Regions from separate parts of the Mus musculus genome. Here regions 1 and 3 are each linked to region 2. The links are chromatin contacts, called in public promoter capture Hi-C maps. All regions are on one chromosome and are shown on one strand. Each heading gives the region's core, a stretch centred on a gene start, on an enhancer-like site or on the middle of the called end of the contact. The rest is flanking DNA. Distances are from core to core; before and after follow the strand shown.

Evidence for each region. Promoter capture Hi-C pulls out the DNA fragments that hold promoters and counts their contacts.
Region 1: a contact with region 2 is called in a promoter capture Hi-C map of liver, with 5 times the contacts expected there. The contact joins the enhancer-like site here to the promoter of Ugt2b34 in region 2. A contact is called at or near these places in 9 of 39 promoter capture datasets (the 3T3-L1 cell line, cranial neural crest, embryonic stem cells and 5 more).
Region 3: a promoter capture Hi-C map of liver shows a contact between it and region 2, with 5 times the contacts expected there. The contact joins the promoter of Ugt2b38 here to the promoter of Ugt2b34 in region 2. A contact is called at or near these places in 12 of 39 promoter capture datasets (the C10 cell line, cranial neural crest, embryonic stem cells and 6 more) and 1 of 484 Hi-C or Micro-C datasets (cortical neurons).

What each region holds. Positions count from the first base shown.
Region 1 is chr5:87,453,815-87,457,915 of GRCm38.p6, reverse strand. No RefSeq gene overlaps it. Among named protein-coding and RNA genes, the nearest start is that of Ugt2a2, 26 kb to the left of the region's middle. Within about 2 kb of position 2,660, at least 7 of the 459 cell types and tissues checked have an H3K27ac peak or open chromatin away from gene starts, as enhancers often do. A contact at or near this core is called in liver, where this site is marked.
Region 2 is chr5:86,904,427-86,908,516 of GRCm38.p6, reverse strand. It overlaps Ugt2b34 (UDP glucuronosyltransferase 2 family, polypeptide B34), which reads left to right and starts at 1,580. Exons shown (of 6, transcript NM_153598.2): 1 at 1,580-2,326. The coding sequence starts at 1,597.
Region 3 is chr5:87,422,228-87,426,071 of GRCm38.p6, reverse strand. Ugt2b38 (UDP glucuronosyltransferase 2 family, polypeptide B38) reads left to right here and starts at 1,869. Exons shown (of 6, transcript NM_133894.2): 1 at 1,869-2,624. The coding sequence starts at 1,901.

The sequences.
Region 1 (4,101 bases), core at 1,411-3,910, 550 kb before region 2:
GAAATTCTGCATATGAAGAAACTCAGGCTTCATGAAACAGAGTCCAGACCTTATCAGCAGAGCTGTTGTTTTATAACTCTTATCACAGAGCATTTAGATGTATACAAGAGAAAGAAGGAATACATTGTTCATAAGTGTTCCATGTTCTCTTGGTCTCTCTGAGGAAAGGGCTCATTAGTTGGTTGTTCAAAATTCTATCAACTCCAAATCATTGTGTTAACACAATATGTATTCGTAATTTCACATAACTTTATCTTGGCCTGGTTGTTGAATGGTGGATAGTAGATAGAAAATGTGCCTATTCTCAACCTAAAAATTGAGTTAGTTGCACAACTAAAAGAGAATATGGCCTTTCCTTATTGAATTAAAAATTACTAGGTCAAAGTGAAGACAAATCTCTAATACTTTCCAATTGAAGTGAATGATAGCAGTATCACTGTTATATTTAAAACATCTCCTCATTTCTAAAATACCTTAGTATGGACTAATTATTAAAAAAAATTGAAGGAAGTAAAGAAGCATACTTTTTAGAGGTCTCAGTCTTACTCTAAATCCTTTGGAGTTTAGGTATATATATACAAAGAAAAATAAAAAGGCATCATATATTTGGTTTTAAATTTAAAGATAAGCTACATGCTTTAAGATAGCACTTCAGATACCTATGGTATGGTGTAGTATCCTGCTGAGTTCTGCATTGCTCTGGAAGGGACAACATAACAGGTTTTCCCACCCCTGGAGCAGAGACAGCAAGAATTGGGTTTCTATGAGTGCTGATGGTTTCTTGGGTGTGGGGCTTGTTTGTAACATATATTCACGTTCCTCCTTTGAGAAATATTTTACCTGTTATGTTAAATGTCTCTATGATAATTAGAAACAAGGTGAGTCTGGGAGGCAAGAATATGTTCTTCATCAAAAAAGTAAACACTGTGGCTAAGGACAGCCCTTAGGGCTGTGGTAAAGAACTCTGAAAGCATGAGTTCACAAATATATAAATTTTCAACTATGCAAAATATAGGGATGCGATATGAACTCTTTGAATGGCTTCACAGACCTAAAAGAACAGACAGTTACACTAATGAGCCAGCTTGTCAGAAAAATATTAAGGAAAGAGATAAAGAGATTAAGGGACTGGCAATTTCAGGGAAACATCCCACCCAGCTACATATATTGTTTGTGCTTACACAGGCAGGCAGATTCCTCAGTTCAAGGTCATCCTAGAACAGAGTGACTTTAGGTTCAGGCAGGGTGGTAATGGTAATTTCAGGATAGGACTATATATAGCTAAACTTATTATTTCTGCTTACAAAGTCAGGCAGATCTCTGAGAACATTTGTTATCTTTAAAAAAAAGTACTTGCTGATTCTCTGAATCAAGGGACTAAAGTCATAAAATGCTGATTTGTGGAATAATCGAAAGAGAACCTGGGTTAATGGTTGAATAATTAAGTCAAGAAATGATTGGACTTTTATCTGCAATAGCTGAACTATCTACACAGCTCTCTGGAGAGCCAGCTAAAGCAGAACACAGAGCTTTCAGGTTGCACCCATGATTGACTTCCAGTCATTCTTTTACTACTCTCAAACACACCTTCTTAGGAACCCCTCTCCAAGCCAGGAATCGCCCTTCGTAATGTCCTTATCAAAACCTTAAATGCTCAACATTAAAGAATGCATCTTTCATCACCTAATATTTGGCTGCCTTACTTCAGGAATCAGTACCATATTAGAGAGCTGCTTGGACATAGGTGCTATTAACACAGTAATTGTGTACCAGTTTCAGAGAAAAGGTTAAACTTGGTAGATGAATCTAATGTGGAGTTAAGAAATTCTCCATTCTGGTCATCATAGCTCTATTGCAACATGAATTATACAATTTTCTAGAAGGTCAGAAAAAAGGAGATTGACAGCAAAAAGGCAAATAACTTATCTAATCTGCCTAACAGTAGATACAACGCTCAATCTATGAAATGCATATTATGGAAAACAAGAGTCTTGTGTATTGTGTTTGTTGACAAATTTCCTTTATCTTGATTGTTAGACACACTGATTATATCTAACAATATATTTTTTAAAAGCCTGTGTATGATTGCTGGACAACCAAGAATCTTCTGAGCAAAGAACACATTGGAGACCTTGGTACCCACTAGGCAATTGATGACATAGTTAATAAATAAGAACATAGTCATATACCTGACATGCTAATCTTAGATGAGAGAGTGTCCAAATGCTATAGTAAAACCCTGTGACTACAGTGAGTCAGAAACACAGATTATCACTTCAATAGATGAAGTAGAGCTATACTGAATACAAAGAAATGTTGAGTAAACTCCTTTATCTGATTTGGATCTTTGCTTCTTAACTCTGTGATGAACAATTTTAATGAAATTGAGATACAAACAGAGAACTCCAACATAGAAACTACAAAGAACTTGTGCTGACAGCTCAAATAGAGTTGTTTTGAGAGTGAGAAAAGAGTACAAGGATGAAGACACTTACCACACATGTACCCGATAATTTTCAATATTTTTCTCCTAGCTATTTTTCATAACAATTACACTCCTGTTTTCTCTGATGTTGCTCTTTTTTTATATAATAAAATCTGTCTTCACAGAAAGTGAATGGCTTTATTGAGAGCTCTAGAGCAGAATGTGGTAATGTTTTCTCTGGGGTCAATGGTTAGTTACAGAACAGAAAAAGTTCATCATAATTACATCAGACTCTGCATAGTTTCCACAAAGAATTAATTAAAATGTACCTTTGCGAGGCCACTATTACTCAAACTTTTAAAGTATATAAAGGTCTGATTAGAGAAACTCTCTTTTGAAAAATAATGTGTCTATATAACTTTTAACTTATTTTGCAAGTTTAAAAAGAAAAATGAATATAATGGATGCTATAATAGTACAGACTATGCTTTTAATTGACCATGACTTTGACAATGACATTGATTTGACAATATGTACCCAGCATAAAATTTTAGCATTATTATGATGCTGCAAACAAGAATACAAAGAACCCAAGATTCTGTCTTTTCCTTGATAATTTGAGGTCACTGTACATATTAAAAATATTTCAAGAAGTTTGATTTTTATCAATGACCTCATTAGCCAGTAATATTGAACTAATACCCATAATAGAAAAATAGCATGCAGCCTATGCTACTCATGCAATCTTTCTCTTCATTCTTGGGGTAAAAAGAATCATTTAAAGGCAGACTAAGGTTCACCTACTCTCAAACCAAGTATTCTTTCTACTATGTTAACAGAAAAAAGAGAATAAAGAATGTGCCTTGTCAACATTGGTAGTAGGGAGATATAAAAGTAGATGTAGGGATAGATGGTTCTGTCCTTACAATGAACCTCATGCATGACAAATACCCATCTGAGAGAAACCCTTGACACTGGAAAAAAGAATTCTAAGTAAAGATATATATATATATATATGAATAAGCACGTGTCATGGGAAGCTCAATCTTTGTGGTGTTTGCAAAGAAATCATGCCTTAAACAGGTATTATCTAACACAAAAAATATTTATTTAAACTAGGGTAAATTTTAGGTCTTACTGTGCTTTGAATTATAGTTGTATCCCAAGATGTAAACATATATTAAAATATAATTTTTTTCTTACTTAAAAAGCAATTGGCGACACAGAAAGATGGGGAGGGAAGAGGATACCTTGTTATAATCAAAGAAAAAAAGGCAAGAGGGAAATAATAAATATTGTAAGGACAGTATCTGATTCTAGGCAGTTAGAAGTTAGTAAGACTGGAACACATGAGACCATGTATCACAAAATGAAAGAGGAAGAGAAAAAGGAGGGAGAAGGAGGAGGTGAATGAGAGAAATAAGGGGAGGAGGAAGAAGGAAAGGAGGATGAGGATGAAGAAGGATAAGAAAAAGAAATGAAAGATAAGAAGGAGAATGAATACGCAGCTACTCAATCAGTATGAGTAGAGACTGGTTCTCCAAACTATCATAATAATATTTTTGGACAAGAATTTAGTTATCTCTATAATTTTTTATTTCACTGTGTTATGCCTCCACCATGCCAAATTGCGTATCCAGAAGCACTAGTAAAACTTTATTGTTACTTTAAGCTTT
Region 2 (4,090 bases), core at 331-2,830:
AAAGAAGGGATAATTCCTAAGAGCCAAGTACTTCAGAATCTACCCAGTGACCATTTGGACAATAAGAATCACACATTTTTCTAGTGAATGTTATAGTCCTTTTAAAGAAGATTATACTTCATAGACCTAGTGTTGAGAGGTTGAATGTAAAATATACATTGAAGCAGCTGAATAAGCTGATCTATGTTATTTGGTTATTTATTATTGTTCATTTAAATACTGAAGCTTCTCTGTCAAAGAAAATTGTTTTTATATAACTTAGTTAACATTGAACTGTTTTTTAATGTTATACAGCCATCAGGTTCAAAACATGGAAAAGAAAATCCTGGGTTTTCTTAATTAAAAAGAAATTTTAAAATAACCACTGTCCTCAATATTTAAAAATCACACTATGCCTTGAGACACTCTTCCCATTTCTAGTATGGAACTATCAAGTTCTGTCTAAAATAGCTATGATATCAGAGGACAGTCCCGTTTTTACATTTAGAATTTTATGCTACTTGTAAGCAGAATTAGAGAACTAGATTTTTGGATTCATTCAAAAACCATTTACTAAGTATTACTTTGTTCTATATAAAGATGACTAAGGCATGGTCACTGCAGGAAAAACAATATAGGGGAGTGTAAGCTGTCACTTACAAACAAACCTAGCTCAATAAATCCATAAAAGAGCCAAATTAATAGTGAAATGCAGAATATATTCAGTGTGATCACTTTAGGAAGAGAGACAAAAGGAGCCAGTCACCCTTAATTCCATCTTTGGGATTCTTACAAGGCATCTGCATAGCTAAGCTTTCCAGGAATGGCATGGGACCTTGCCCACCATTAACTTAGCTCCTAGTCACCAGAAATGTTAGCCTGCCCTAACTTGTAAATTGCCCTCCTGGATACAAATTCCTCCTCTGGGTGTCCCCAGAGATCAAACATTTCTTCTCCTAGCAGAAAGTTACTGGGGAAAGTCTTTCAATAGTCTGAGAGTCAAAGAGGAAAACACAAATGTCTCCTTATCTCTTCACTTTTGCTAGGCTGACTAGTTACAAGTAAGCAGGTTCTTGATGGGGTAGAGATGGAGCTAATGGGAAGACTAAAAGAATGGGGCTTCCATCTAGATTATAATATGCTCTAAACGTAAGTGCAGTGTGTTTAATTCTGAGATTACACTATAGACCTCTGAGCCATATACTTAAAATCACTAAGTAGTATGGTAACTGGTCAGTGTTGCCAATATTCATATGACAAAACACTGACCTATGGTATTTATAAAAATGTGACTGGACAGTTTGCCTTTACTTCAGATTCTTTATCAAAGAAGCTCCATTAGGAGAAAGAGAGAGTGAAAGGAAGGGAGAAAGAGAGATCTTACTTTTCACTGTTCTCCAAATACAGTATACATTCAAGATCACTGAGAATCCAGAGTCATTTCCCACTTTCACATCTGCATCCAGGTTTTGGCATTTGCCCTCCAGAGGCTGTGACTCCCATTTCTATTTGCTTTGGTGTGTACAAGTTACACTTTAACTGACTGATTACTGCTCTTTCTATATCTGTAAGAGCTGAGCAATCATCCTTTGGAAGGCAGGCCTGAAGTTAACCAAGATGCCTGTGAAAATGACAGCAGCCCTGCTCCTGCTCCTGCTCCAGCTGAGTGGCTTCTTTGGATCTGGGACTGGTGGGAAGGTGCTGGTGTGGCCAATGGAGTTCAGCCATTGGCTCAACTTGAAGACAATCCTAGACGAGCTTCTGAAGAAGGGTCATGAAGTGATGGTTCTGAGACCTTCAGCATCCTTATCTTATGAGGTTGACAACACATCTGCTATTGAATTCGAGACTTATCCTACATCATACTCCTTATCTGAGTTAGAGGAAATTTTCTGGGAATCACTCAAGAAATATATTTATGAGCTGCCAAAGCAGTCATTTTGGGGATACTTCTTAATGTTGCAAGAAATGGTTTGGGTAGATTCAAAATATTTTGAAAGTCTCTGTAAAGATGTAGTTTTTAACAAAGAACTCATGACAAAGCTACAAAAATCAAGGTTTGATGTGATCCTGGCAGATCCCTTCATACCCTGCGGTGATCTGCTGGCTGAGGTTCTCAAGATCCCCCTTGTGTACAGTCTCCGCTTCTTTCCTGGCTCCACTTATGAGAAGTACAGTGGGGGACTCCCACTGCCTCCTTCCTATGTGCCTGTTGTTATGTCAGAATTGAGTGACAGGATGACTTTCATGGAGAGGGTGAGAAATGTCATCTATATGCTGTGTTTTGACTTTTGGTTCCAAACATTTAATGAGAAGAACTGGAATCAGCTTTATACTGAAGTATTAGGTAAGTGCCCTGTTCAGTGCCCTGGTGGGATTGCTGGATTCTCAATTTGCTGTGTCATTGAATGTGAATGTCTAAGAACAGGTCTGACAGGGGAATGATTTGTCTCTCCTAAATAAAATGATGGGAAAACTAGAAAATTAGCTGTCAAATTCAAGCATTGTAAAGAACTTTGTATTCCAGTGTCAGTTGCAAAACCTTGTCTATGAATTGTCAGCACACACTCACATAACAAAACTATGATTATTTCTCTAAGAAATTACATAGGCCCAAGACATTTTTCCTCGTGTTTTAAAGCAACACTTTTACCTGACTGGTGCCTTCATTGTCATTAATATCTTTGCCACTTTATTATATTCATTGCTATTATTATCATGTGTATGAACATGCACACTTGTGTCATGGGAAAGGGGGATTGTGCTCTGGGTTGCTTATGTAGAGGCCAGATTAAACTTTGAAGAGTTCTTATTTCTACCTCTATGTATGTTCTTGGGATCAATTTAGGTGTTTACGCTTGTATAGAGATTGAACTCAAGTCTTTAGCTTGCATGGAATACCTTTACCTTCTAATGTGTTACACCAGCCTCTAAAACATATGCTTTAAACAAAGGCAAAGTCTTCATGACTTATAAAATACACTGAGGATTATACATACTTCTAGCATAGGTAAATATCTATCTATCATCTTTCTATTTACAATCAAAGGAGGACTTTTTATATAAATTATTTTTTTATTTATGATTTAAAAGATCTTCCCCTTTAACCTACTAAACTTCTGCACAGCTGTGAATATTCTATCTCTGCTCTATACAGAGGAAATATGTGAATGCAAAACATGGGGGAATCTAATTGATTTATTGGAGTCAGTTGAAATTGTGTTTCAAACATAGAATCTTGAAATGTAGACATATTGGGTATTACTTAGTGTTTTACTGAACATACATGTCTCTCTCCATATTTTAAGGCATGTATCCATATTATCTGTAAACACATCTATACATACCAAATTATTAAACAATCAGTCATGAATCAAGAGCAAAATCAAAGAACTCAGGCATAATAAAAATTTCTCTCTGAGGGAAACCAGGGTAATATAGTAAGACACTGTCTCAATGAAATGCTGAAACAGAATCCCCTTAAATGTTTGCACTGGGCTGGGGTGCACACACCTTCCATCTCTGCAGTTGAGGTGAGGAGGAAGAGGATCTAGCATTCAGGGTCCACTGTAGCTTCATTAGTCACTGAGGAACCACTCTAGGCTGCATCCAACTGTCTCAAAACCAGACAGCACAAAATTCTCAGTTCATTTATAGGAGCACACATCAAGGTTCTAGCTGCTACATAGAACAAACTACATCTAGAGTTAAAGGGAAAAGTGTTTCCCTAAGTTACGATTCCTAAATAATGGTATTTGACTGTATTTCAAGAACATATCTTGATACTTATTGATCATAAATTAACAAGGTTACAATTGTGGTAACTTTTCACAGATACTCATACAATGAATTTATATATCTCTAAGCATACATATGAGAAGCATATATATTACAAATTTGTTTTCAAATACTACACACATTCAAACACATCTATATACATACATACATACATACATACATACATACATACATACATACATAAACATACACACACATATATTTTTTTTCACACAAAGTCCCACACTTGTAAACATCTCTGGCTGCATAAACAAAAGTGCTTCCAGAAGGCATAGTCATATTCACCTGATATTTTGTTATATCTTATATCTTC
Region 3 (3,844 bases), core at 620-3,119, 520 kb before region 2:
GAATACCCATTGGTCAGAAGAACTCACTAATTTTCTTTTAGCATGCAATGTAGTCTGCCATACCTGACTGTAGGGAGAATTCTAAGTTTACTATTTTGACTAGCCCTGAGATTACTAACTCCTATCTGGCAAACTGTGAGATGCCTGATTCCTAATTGCCAACACTGGGGCATTTCGTCTAAATGAGTATCATTCTTACGAAATTCCAAGCCCAGGACTTGGAATTGGCTCCAAGAATCCTAGGAAATTGGTGAAGGCCAGGAAGCAAAGTTCAGTCTAGCTTAGGTATTTGACAAATTATTTCTCGGAGGTACCTATAATAAAATAATACTGAAAGAAAGCACATAGATCTATTCACTTACTAATGAAAGGACAAGTTTGGAGCATTCATGTTACAGGATGCCAAGGCTACAGGAGACTAAGTTTCAGTGAAACTTTTTTGCCTTGGGGCTGCCATGCAGTCTTCACTGGAGTGGGTGTGGCATTTGCCCTCTTTATACTTTTTAGATGAAATTTCAGAATGTTCCACCTCTATCTCAGAAGATCTCTAAAGATAAATGGAAACACAACAATTAATAAAATAATGTCAATTATAATAGCAAGCAAGAATATATACTGAACTCAATATAAGGTATTTTTTTAAATTAGGTATTTATTTCAGTTACATTTCCAATGCTATCCCAAAAGTCCCCCACACGCTCCCTGACCCACTCCCCCACCCTCCCACTCCCACTTCTTGGCCCTGGCATTCCCCTGTACTGAGACATATAAAGTTTGCACGACTGACCAATGGGCCTCTCTTTCCACTGATGGCCGACTAGGCCATCTTCTGATATATATGCAGCTAGAGACATGAGCTCCGGGGGGTACTGATTAGTTCATATTGTTGTTCCACTTATAGGGTTGCAGATCCCTTTAGGTCCTTGCTTACTTTCTCTAGCTCCCCCATTGGGGGCCCTGTGATCCATCCAATAGCTGACTGTGAGCATCCACTTCTGTGTTTGCTAGGCCCCAGCATAGTCTCACAAGAGACAGCTATGTCTAGGTCCTTTCAGCAAAATCTTGCTAGTGTATGCAATGGTGTCAGCGTTTGGAAGCTGATTATGGGATGGATCCTCGGATATGGCAGTCTCTAGATGGACCATCCTTTTGACTCAGCTCCAAATTTTGTCTATGTAACTCCTTCCATGGATGTTTTGTTCCCAATTCTAAGAAGGGACAAAGTGTCCACACCTTGGTCTTCGTTCTTCTTGAGTTTCATGTGTTTTGCAAATTGTATCTTCTATCTTGTGTATTCTAGGTTTCTGGGCTAATATCCACTTATCAGTGAGTACATATTTTGTGATTGGGTTACCTCACTCAAGATGATGCCCTCCAGGTCCATATGTCTCTTAAAATGTCTAGAACCAGCCTTTTAAATGAAGACTGTTATTTCTAATATTGGATTGATTATTAGAACAGTCCATGATTGAATCAGAATAATTGGTCACATTAAAGGAAAGGGAAGAATCATCATGACATTTAACTATGTAAATTAATATGTTTTCAAGGTCATATAGAGGAGAATTCAGAGACCAGCCATATTATGAGGTCACTAGTTTTATGAGACATTTTAGAATATTTTAATATCTACGTACCATTAATAATTGAACATGACATCATTATTTCTTGGCTATTTGAAAACATGCCATCATAAGAGACATGAATCACTCTCATGTAAACAGGGATTAATTGAAATCATTCTTCAATTATTTTCCCATCACCATAGTTCTGGTCATTTAATTATCAGCTCTGGGAAATGCAAGTTATAGTTTAACCTCTGGGCTGAAGCTTCTTGGATAAAAGGTCAAGCAGTGACAAAAGTAAATGGACTGTGAAGAGAAGGATTTTGATTTTCAGGATGCCTGGAAAGTGGATTTCTGCTCTGCTGCTGCTGCAGATAAGTTGCTGCTTCAGATCTGTGAAATGTGGGAAAGTGTTGGTGTGGCCGATGGAATTCAGTCATTGGATGAACATAAAAATAATACTGGATGAACTGGTACAGAGAGGCCATGAAGTCACTGTTCTGAGACCTTCAGCTTACTATGTTCTTGATCCCAAAAAATCACCTGGCCTTAAGTTTGAAACTTTTCCTACATCTGTCAGTAAAGACAATCTGGAAAATTTTTTCATTAAGTTTGTGGATGTGTGGACTTATGAAATGCCAAGGGATACATGTTTGTCATATTCTCCTTTACTGCAAAATATGATTGATGAATTTTCTGATTATTTTCTAAGTCTTTGTAAAGATGTTGTTTCAAACAAAGAGCTCATGACAAAGCTACAGGAATCCAAGTTTGATGTGCTTTTGTCAGATCCTGTTGCTTCCTGTGGGGAGCTCATAGCTGAACTGCTCCAGATTCCTTTTCTGTACAGTATCCGCTTCTCTCCAGGCTACCAAATTGAAAAGTCCAGCGGGAGATTTCTACTCCCTCCCTCTTATGTACCTGTAATTCTGTCAGGATTAGGTGGACAAATGACATTCATAGAGAGAGTAAAAAATATGATATGCAGGCTTTATTTTGACTTTTGGTTCCAGATGTTTAATGATAAGAAATGGGACTCATTTTACAGTGAATATTTGGGTAAGTTAAATTTTTTTCTAAGTTGCTTGAATACCTAAGTTTCACAAGTATGGAAATCTTTATGTCCATGAAATAGAAAGTGTAAGAGTCTTTTATAAGTGATCAAATGTATAATGATATAAACTATCAAACTCACAAGCTCTTGTAAAAACTCATATATTTGATCAAATAGGAGAAGGTATCGGTATCAGTGCTGATAGAAGACATTTTGGTTAGCTATACAATTACATAGAGATGAAATTAGATGGTCCCTAAGTGATTCTTTACTCATTTAATGACATATTTTATAATATATATATATGGAAGGAGTTATTTTCTCTTGCCTCGGCCTGGGTCTTTATTTAAAATGAAAATGTAGGGTCAGAAAACATGCCCAAAGAGTTAAGATTGTTTCTGTATAGTATAGTACCAGAGCACTCTTCCAGGCACCACTCATGTACAGTGGCTCAAAATTGCCTGTATCTTCAGCTTCAAGGAAACTGCTGCCATTTATCATCTCCACAGACACTGGCATAAACAATATATACTTGTGCAGATACACATACATATAAATGTAAAGATAAAACAAAATATTTTCTTTGTTTATCATTTAAAAATCCCCCTTATCTTGAAAACCATTATATTATTTCCAAAGTTTAAAAGTGGAACAGATATTTCTACCAGTCCCACATTTGCTTATTGGGCCATTTCCTAAATTCAATTGCAAATGCCTAAATTTTACAAAGGCATCGACACATATGCTGTGCTTTTTTGAAGTCACCTTTTTGCTCTTAAAAATGTACCACATGTAAGACTAGCCAAAAAATTTCTATTCTCATAATTCTGAATGTATCGAGATTGCTTTATAGTATAAGTACTATTAAATAACTCAATATAAAAAATAATAGAAGCATTAACCACAAATTCAATCATTTATAAACTTTACAGCTCCCTGAAAGGAATGAAAATAGCTATAAACTATCATGATCCTTGGAATTCTGGTCAGGGTACTCAGGGTGGTGAGAGTTTTGGTCATGGAATGTGTGTTTGTATTTACATAGTTTTGGTTTTTTTTTTTTTTTTTTTTTTGAAGATTTGGAGAAGAAAAAAATGTGTGCTGCTTTATATATTTGCTTGTTGAGTTATTTCTGTAATTATTTACAGTTTTAAATTACAGAGGAAACATGAAATAACTCTTACATATTGCTTTAAAAGTAAATACAAGGTCAGGCAATGGTGGC